Regions from separate parts of the Mus musculus genome. Here region 2 is linked to region 1. Evidence: chromatin contacts called from public Hi-C data. All regions are on one chromosome and are shown on one strand. The core of a region is the stretch at or near the end of the contact, and the rest is flanking DNA. Distances in the headings are between cores, read along the strand shown.

Region 1 (3,958 bases), core at 506-3,005:
GTTTCAAAAGCCCATGCTATTCCTAGTTAGCGTTCTCTGCCTTGTGTTGTGGATCAGAATGTGAGCCCTTGGCCTACTGCTCAGGCCCAGTGCCTGCCTGCTCCCTGCCATGATGCTCATGGACTCACTCTCTGAAACTAAATCCCCCTTCCTTACAAGTTGCCTTGGCCATGGGGTTTCATCACAGTTCTATAACAGTAACTACGGCCAGGTCTTCACTTATGAGGACAGCAGGATAGGCTGTCTGTCTCCTTTAGAGAAAGTCTGGTATTTTTTTTTCTTCATACTAACTTAAACCCTCTGAGGAGCAGGACAAGCAGGCTGGGCACACAGAAGCACTAAGCCCGACCACCACCACTTGAGCACACTCTAAAGCGCTTCAGCTTCTCTGCAACTTCTCTGGATTGAATGCCTAGAAGGTTTTGGTTTTGTCTGTCCATAGGCAGTTCTCCAAATAATTTTCTGCTTTGCTTCAATTACCCTGTTGCTGGCTTTTTTTTTTTTTTTAAAGAAGATGGAACAGAAAGTAGAAAAGGGAAAAAATAAACAGAAAAAAGAAAAAACAAACAAACAAACAAACACCATGGGCTCCTGTCTCTCTCCATTAATGTGGCAGGCTGCCCTAGGCCCGTGCCACACCCCACCTCCTCTTAGCAAACACCCCTATTTTGACAGTGCTACTCTTTGAACTCTTAGTTTGTTCACATGATCACAGGGAAGCAACATAGGAACCTGCCATGAATCATATACAAAATGCTAGAATTCCTGGTCGGAGCTGCCCTACCTGCCGCTAACAGGCAAAGGGGAAAAGACGGATACATAAGAAATCCCGTGTTCCCAAGGGATTCTTGGTGACATGAAAACAGCCATGGCAGCCTGAGCTCTGATGTCTACATCTGGAATCAGTGCACACACCTGGTTTCTTTCCCAAGCTCCCAGTTCTACCTATGAGCATCAGTAAAAATCATAGGAATCTTAGCATGTCCCTTCACTAGGGATCCTAAGGGTAATATTACACAAAAGAATGAATATTACTCTTAGCCAGTAGAAGGCCTTTTAAAGAGTTTTGTTCCTTTGAGTTTCTGAGATGGTGAGTCTATGACCATCATAGCTAGGAGCATGGCAGCAAGCAGACAGGCAGGCATAGCGATGACACAGTTAGCTTACAGCTTACATCTTGATCTACAAGCATTGTGAGGCACAGAGAGCTGACTGAGAATGAAACGAGCATTTTTGAAACCTCAAAACCCACCCCCAGTGCACACCTCCTCTAGGTACTCACTATATACCCCTGGCTGGCCTGGAACTCTCTCTATAGACCAGGCTGGCTTTGAACTGACAGAGATCCACCTGCCTCTGTCTCCTGAGTACTGATATTAAAGGCATACACCACCACTCTCAGATTGTTCATTTTTCCGTAAAGATCAACATTTGTCTAGAATTAGTTCTTGAAATAAAGGTCAGTGTCTCAGATCATCCACCAGATGGTGCTGTGGGACGCAAATGGAGTAGATGCCTCCCGAAGCATCAGACTCCAAGAACAGTAGATTCACAGACAGCAGCCTGTGTACTTTACAAGCATAAATACAAATGTAAGTTAGCAGATTCGTTTAGGTTGCTTTTCATTGGCAGGGGCGTTGGTTTTACAATTCTCTTTTAATATTCAGCTCATGGCTTTCCTATACATAAACAGTCCAGGTAAACCGGGGTCTTTTCTCAGACTAAGTTCAGATACGGTATGAAAACCTCCTTAGCCTGCCACAGCATTGGAAAGCTGAAGACAGCATGGGCTTCCTCACGACAGCTACAGGAGAAGGCTGGACCTAACACTGACATTTTTAACTTGCCTTCTCTACAAAGAAAGCGTTTCATAAACTGATGAGTTCATAACAGGGCCGTAGCCAAGTTAGGAAAACGTAATACCAGCTGGATCTGGATGGAAACGTTGAACCAGGTATACAGCAGAGGGACGATGGGGGAGGGGTGACACATGGAGGATTATTAGCAGGAAGCCTGGTCTCCTGTGCCCACCTCCACTTCCTGCCAGTCGAGTTTTCCTCCTCACCCTTGCCGTCTGGCTCCTGCCTTTCTGAAGTCACCTAGTCTGTGGGCTCTCTGCTGAACTGAAGGTGTTTTCTTTCCTTCACTCTCCTACTATTCCAGCGTGAGACTATCCCGGTGTCCTCTCCAGGAAAAAGTGCTGTTCCTCCTAAGAAGGTCGCTCTCACCGGACCTCCTCCTCACGCTGCCACGCCGCGTGTCCTGGGACTTCTCCCCTCTCTGCAAGCCTCAGCCCCTTCCGTTGTGGACTCCTCTGCTGATGGTCCTACTCCACTTCTTCTGCTTCCCTCTCTCCGTCTCCTCGCCTCTAGCTATCTTCCCGTCTCCCATCCCCCAGACCCGTTCCTGGCTGGCATCAGGCTCCAGACCCACAGTAGCAGGCTCGGAGGGCATTAAGGGCAGATGCCTAGCTCATGGTCAGTTTGGGGCCTCACCTCCCATTCACCAAGTGAAAAGGTTGGAGTACTGGATTTTACTGAGGCTGATGAAGGCAAAGACGCTTCCTGCTGGTCTGAGGAATGGATAGTATTTCCACACACCTCAATGATTAGAACACTGTAAACTACTGAACCCAACCAGGCCCATCAATCTCCCGGTCAGGAGGTCACCCCTGGTTGCCCCTGGCAGTCCCTCTACTTGTAGCACCCGGAAGCCCCTCCATCTGTGCGGTTGTTTGCAGATCTCCAGTGCCAAGCTTTCTGAACTTTACAGTTCTAACCATAAAGCCTAACCCCACTGCCACCCCAGCTTTCTATCTCTCCACTGAATACCAACCAAAATCTTAAGATTTTTGCCTAGTCACTGTTTTCTGTGAAGACTACATAATCCCACTTCTATAGTGGCTTCCAGACTCCCATACCTGACCCTAATTCAAAGGCCTGGCCGACTCCCCTGATCTTCCTACCTCCTCTCCAAAGCCCCTGCCATGATTTCCAGCCTATCTGTCCTGTGGGTTTTTTTCCTCAAACTGTAATAAAATGGACTTTGAATTTCCTTCAGAGTCCATTTTAAGGTTATCTTATTATTGACCAAGGACCTCTAAAAGGAAATCCCAGTCCCCTGTGACACTTGGACAGAGCGGGTCTCCCTAAGGAGAATCCTAACTCACTAGGCAATGTTCTGTCACCTTCTCATTCCACTATTTTTTATTCAGGAATTGAGAACATTTGAAAATATATAACAAATACTCATTATTAGAATTGAAGAAAATAAAAAAGACCAAGAGAAAGTTAAAATCACCCCAAATTCCACCATGCGGAAACAGTTGCTATTAGCAGTTTGGCATAGGCCTTTCCAGTTTTGTTTTGCTTTTTTCTGTGTAAATCCCCGCCTCAAAAATCACCTGGGCCACAGTACACAGATTCTCATATTCTGTCTGTGCGCTTAATAGCATAGTGGATACTTCAACTGTGGCATTATACATCCTTCTAAAACAATCTTGAACATGCTATGGATTGGTTTAATTTTTAATAGATGATACTGGGTTAATAATTGCCTCCGGCATATAAATATTATATGGCAGTGATTTTAATTGTTTGATCTCTTTGCACATCCTAATTACTTCCTGAGAAATGAAACTGCTGGTTTAAAGGCCAGACTGGGCAACAGACCTGACCCAAATCGTCAAACAGCCCTATAGAATGTTTGGATCTGTGCTCTTGTTGGCTACATTCAAGATTAACCACTTCCCTAAAGCACACTTGTCATTTCCCAATATGAGAAATCTAGAAATGAACCGTGACATCCATAGCTTTTGTGTTCTGGCTTGCTCGGCTTGCTCATAAGCTGCATTTCCTTCAGATGCTTCTTGGAGTCTTGTAAGGCTCTTTTGAAAGGAACTTGTGCTCAGGACTTGGAGTTTCTCCACCCTTTACTGTCTAGGGGCCTCAGGGAAAAA
Region 2 (3,958 bases), core at 1,055-3,554, 350 kb after region 1:
TAAGAGTGTCATGGGATAGCATTTTGGGGCCTCTGGTAAATCTTTCCCATTTTATTGTACACACTCTCTGATGTATCCACCCATGCTATTTAAAATTACCTTGGTTCATGACTTTCTTTGTTTTTATAAAACTATAAAACTTCATGAAACTAACTCCACAATGGAACATGGGATTTGGGGTAATCTAAATCAAATCTGTGTTCTTAGCCACAGTCACTCAAAATGGCTCCACAATAAACTCTCTCTTATTCCCTTAAAACTAAACAAAACCAACAAACCACAGAGGCGCTAAGTGTAGTACTCAAGACCTAAAGCTGAAGACAGAACAACAGTGGCCCGCATCCCTTTGGTTGCCTTGGGAACCATAACAGCCTCATGGGACACCCTAGAGGGTGTCTTTGGATGTCAACCCAAGGAGGAGCCACAGCAGAGAACTGTCATGAAGAAAAGATAAGGGCTGTGGTTTTTGTTATTTTTAAACTGTCACTAGAGATGGTAGTATTGTCAGAAGAAAATAGAACATTTAAATTTATGATTAACAAATCTCTGATCATTAAATTATTTCTAAGATACATGCTGGGGATATGCTCATCAGGATTACTGTGTGAACCCAGTGGATTTTAGCGACACTGGCAACTGAACATAGGAAGGTCTTACAATGACACCTGGGCTCACCTTGGTTGCTGCTTTTGATGCTACGGACTCTTTCATGAGTTTAGGCATTGCGTACGCTCTTGGGTTCTTTAGAATATCCTCGATTTTCAAGTCTCTAACTAAAACAAAATAATAAGAGACTCTAATTGTTTCTTTCTTCACAAAGGCCACATTTCTCTGCACTTTTGTCCCAGCAGTGCTTACCCTCAGTGAGAGAGAGAGAGAGAGAGAGAGAGAGAGAGAGAGAGAGAGAGAGAGAGAGAGAGAGCAGCACAGGAAGAGGTAGGGAGAGTGCTGCTAAAGTGGCTGCAGCAGAAGAAATAAATATTCTACCCCTGAGTTTATTAAGCTGGTGTTTAGAGTATGTTAAATTCATTAATTTATATTAAGGTCATTCTTGTGAAATCATTCAGTAAGTATGTAACAAGGGTTGCAAGAAGTCTCTTTTTTAATTGATTCTTGATGCATTACAAAATGGGCTACTAGATATTGGCCTGAAATTCCAGAAGTAGGTAAGCATTTAATACTATCAGAGGTTAAAACATCTGGTAGCCAAGAACTGGCATTTGTCATTTGGAACAGATCCAAAGTAGCTTGGAGTTAGAATGGGCAACTAAGGAAAGAAATCAGACCAAGTTTTTAAACTTGCTTTTTTGTTTTGTTTTGTTTTGTTTATTTTAACACAACTTATGCAACCCAGGCTAGGCTTCTCTGGTCTTAGCCTCAGGCATGCTGAGGTCACAATTTTGAGTGTTTCTTTAACACATGTCTGTGTGATGGCAGTTTCTGAAGGAGTGAGCATTGAGGACTAAGTGAGCCTGGCTCCATACCCACGGCCCTCCATTGGATGCTTGCTATGCAGAGCATCTGACTGCGGTGTGAGAACTGCTGTTCATAGAAAGTAAGAACCATGCAAAGAACCCAAACTGGGCAGATTTGGAACTCAGTGTAAAGGTCAGAGATAAATGAAGAAATGAGTAAAGAAATTGAAGAATAAAAATAGTCAAAGAAAAGTTACAAAAAGCCTACAAAATTTAAGAACTCTAGACATTTCCAGTACACAGTATTGTTCATAAATGCCTGTTGGCTAGTCTCCCCTCTCCCACCGTTCTCTAACTCACTGATTTTATTTTAGGGAAAAATGTTTTAATTATGGTGTTCATGTACTCACTGTTTGCAGAATCTCTGAAAACTTGCAGAGATTAATTGAAAAGTCACAAAGACTGCATTTGATACAGCTTACATCTTCGATCTTCTTCTTCTTCTTCTCCTTCTTCTTCTTCTTCTTCTTCTTCTTCTTCTTCTTCTTCTTCTTCTTCTTCTTCTTCTTCTTCTTCTTCTTCTTCTTCTTCTTCTTCTTCTTCTTTCCTTCCTCCCTCCCTCCATCCCTCCCTCCCTCCCTCCCTCCCTCCCTCCCTCCCTCCCTCCCTCCCTTCCTTCCTTCCTTCCTTTCTTCCTTCTCCTTCTCCTCCTCCTCCTCCTTCTCCTTCTTCTTCTTTTTAATTTGACCAGTGAAAAAATACGCCAACCTTACTATGTGTACACAGGGAAACTTTTTCCATTTACTTCTAGCCCAGTATTGTCCTTAAGAAGGACACTTGCACAGTGAGTCCTGTTACTCCCAGATGCTTGCGCAGCTTTTATTTTAGGAGCTCTTCTAGAATGCAAATGACGTTAGCTCAGTGACTCTAAAGCAAGGTCAAGCATCTCATTTGTATTAACGCAGCGAATGCATAAATTATTGAAACAGAAAAGACACTGGGGCTCATCACTAACATATTTTCTTTAGAAGAGATGTACTTTGAAGGAAAGCTCTTGGAAAGAGACTTTTGTCCAGTACTAAACTGTCAGGAAAATAAAGGAAAGAAAACTCAGGTGGCCATTAAGCAAACTGTGTGTGACGTGCAGAGTAAAGAATAAAATACACGTGCAATTTCATCTCAGTAAAATAGGGACATGTTGAGCATTTTGAAGAAAGTCTATGTGTTTGTGAATATATTCTTATTATTTAACTAGAAAAGATTTCTGCTTACCCTCGATCCCAATATATATTCCCTTCACACTCTGGGTCTCATTAGCTACAGGCCCAGCTACTGCCTTATTAGAATTCAAGAGAGTTACATTTGTCTTCCTAACTGGATCTTTGTGTATCTGTTTCTCTTGTACGAAATTTATGGTTTGAATTGGCAAACTGAAGCACCATGGACTTTACAATGCTGGAAAGTACAATCAAACTCCTTCCTGCAATGCTATGATATCATAGGGCATTTACTTGTAACTTTACAGAGAGACCAGAGGCTGAAATGCTTACAGCACTCATGCCTAGCTGTGAAGTGCTGTGTTTACGGAGGGTATCATTAGCATCCCTGAGTTTTGCCAATTCAACTAAATTTAGTCATCCAAGGACATGAGGATATCTGGTCATAATAAGAGAGTTATATTTGTGCTGCACTAGATGCCATTTTATCTTCTGCTGGAATCACAGAATCCGCTTCTCTCTCACTGCTTATTAGGAACCGCATCTGCAACTCATTATTATTATTATTTTTAAATTTTTTATTAGGTATTTTCTTCATTTACATTTCCAGTGCTATCCAAAAAGTCCCCCATACCCTCCCCCCCCCCACTCCCCTACCCACCCACTCCTACTTCTTGGCCCTGGCGTTCTCCTGTACTGGGGCATATAAAGTTTGCAAGACCAATGGGCCTCTCTTTCCACTGATGGCCGGCTAGGCCATCTTCTGATACATATGCAGCTAGAGACACAAGCTCCAGGGGGTACTGGTTAGTTCATATTGTTGTTCCACCTATAGGGTTGTAGATCCCTTTAGATCCTTGGGTACTTTCTCTAGCTCCTCCATTGGGGGCTCTGTGATCCATTCAATAGCTGACTGAGAGCATCCACTTCTGTGTTTGCTAGGACCCGGCATAGTCTCACTAGAGACAGCCATATCTGGGTCCTTTCAGCAAAATCTTGCTAGTGTATGCAATGGTGTCAGCGTTTGGAAGCTGATTATGGGATGGATCCCCGGATATGGCAGTCAATAGATTGTTCATCCTTTCGTCTCAGCTCCAAACTTTGTCTCTGTAACTCCTTCCATGGGTGTTTTGTTCCCAATTCTAAGAAGGGGCAAAGTGTCCACACTTTGGTCTTCGTTCTTCTTGAGTTTCATGCGTTTAGCAAATTGTATCTTATATCTTGGGTATCCTAAGTTTCTGGGCTAATATCCACTTATCAGTGAGTACATATTGTGTGAGTTCCTTTGTGATTGGGTTACCTCACTCAGGATGATGCTCTCCAGTT

What was found. A called contact is a pair of places that touch in the nucleus more often than the background predicts.
Region 2: a contact with region 1 is called in a Hi-C map of neural progenitor cells, with 2.2 times the contacts expected there. The contact joins two enhancer-like sites. A contact is called at or near these places in 1 of 39 promoter capture datasets (pre-B cells) and 1 of 484 Hi-C or Micro-C datasets (neural progenitor cells).

What each region holds. Positions count from the first base shown.
Region 1 is chr2:125,658,691-125,662,648 of GRCm38.p6, forward strand. All of the region lies in intron 6 of Shc4 (SHC (Src homology 2 domain containing) family, member 4), which reads right to left. Among named protein-coding and RNA genes, the nearest start is that of Eid1, 12 kb to the right of the region's middle. Within about 2 kb of position 1,756, at least 63 of the 459 cell types and tissues checked have an H3K27ac peak or open chromatin away from gene starts, as enhancers often do. A contact at or near this core is called in neural progenitor cells, where this site is marked.
Region 2 is chr2:126,006,562-126,010,519 of GRCm38.p6, forward strand. It overlaps Fam227b (family with sequence similarity 227, member B), which reads right to left. Exons shown (of 17, transcript NM_029455.3): 12 at 676-773. Among named protein-coding and RNA genes, the nearest start is that of Fgf7, 26 kb to the right of the region's middle. Within about 2 kb of position 2,305, at least 4 of the 459 cell types and tissues checked have an H3K27ac peak or open chromatin away from gene starts, as enhancers often do. A contact at or near this core is called in neural progenitor cells, where this site is marked.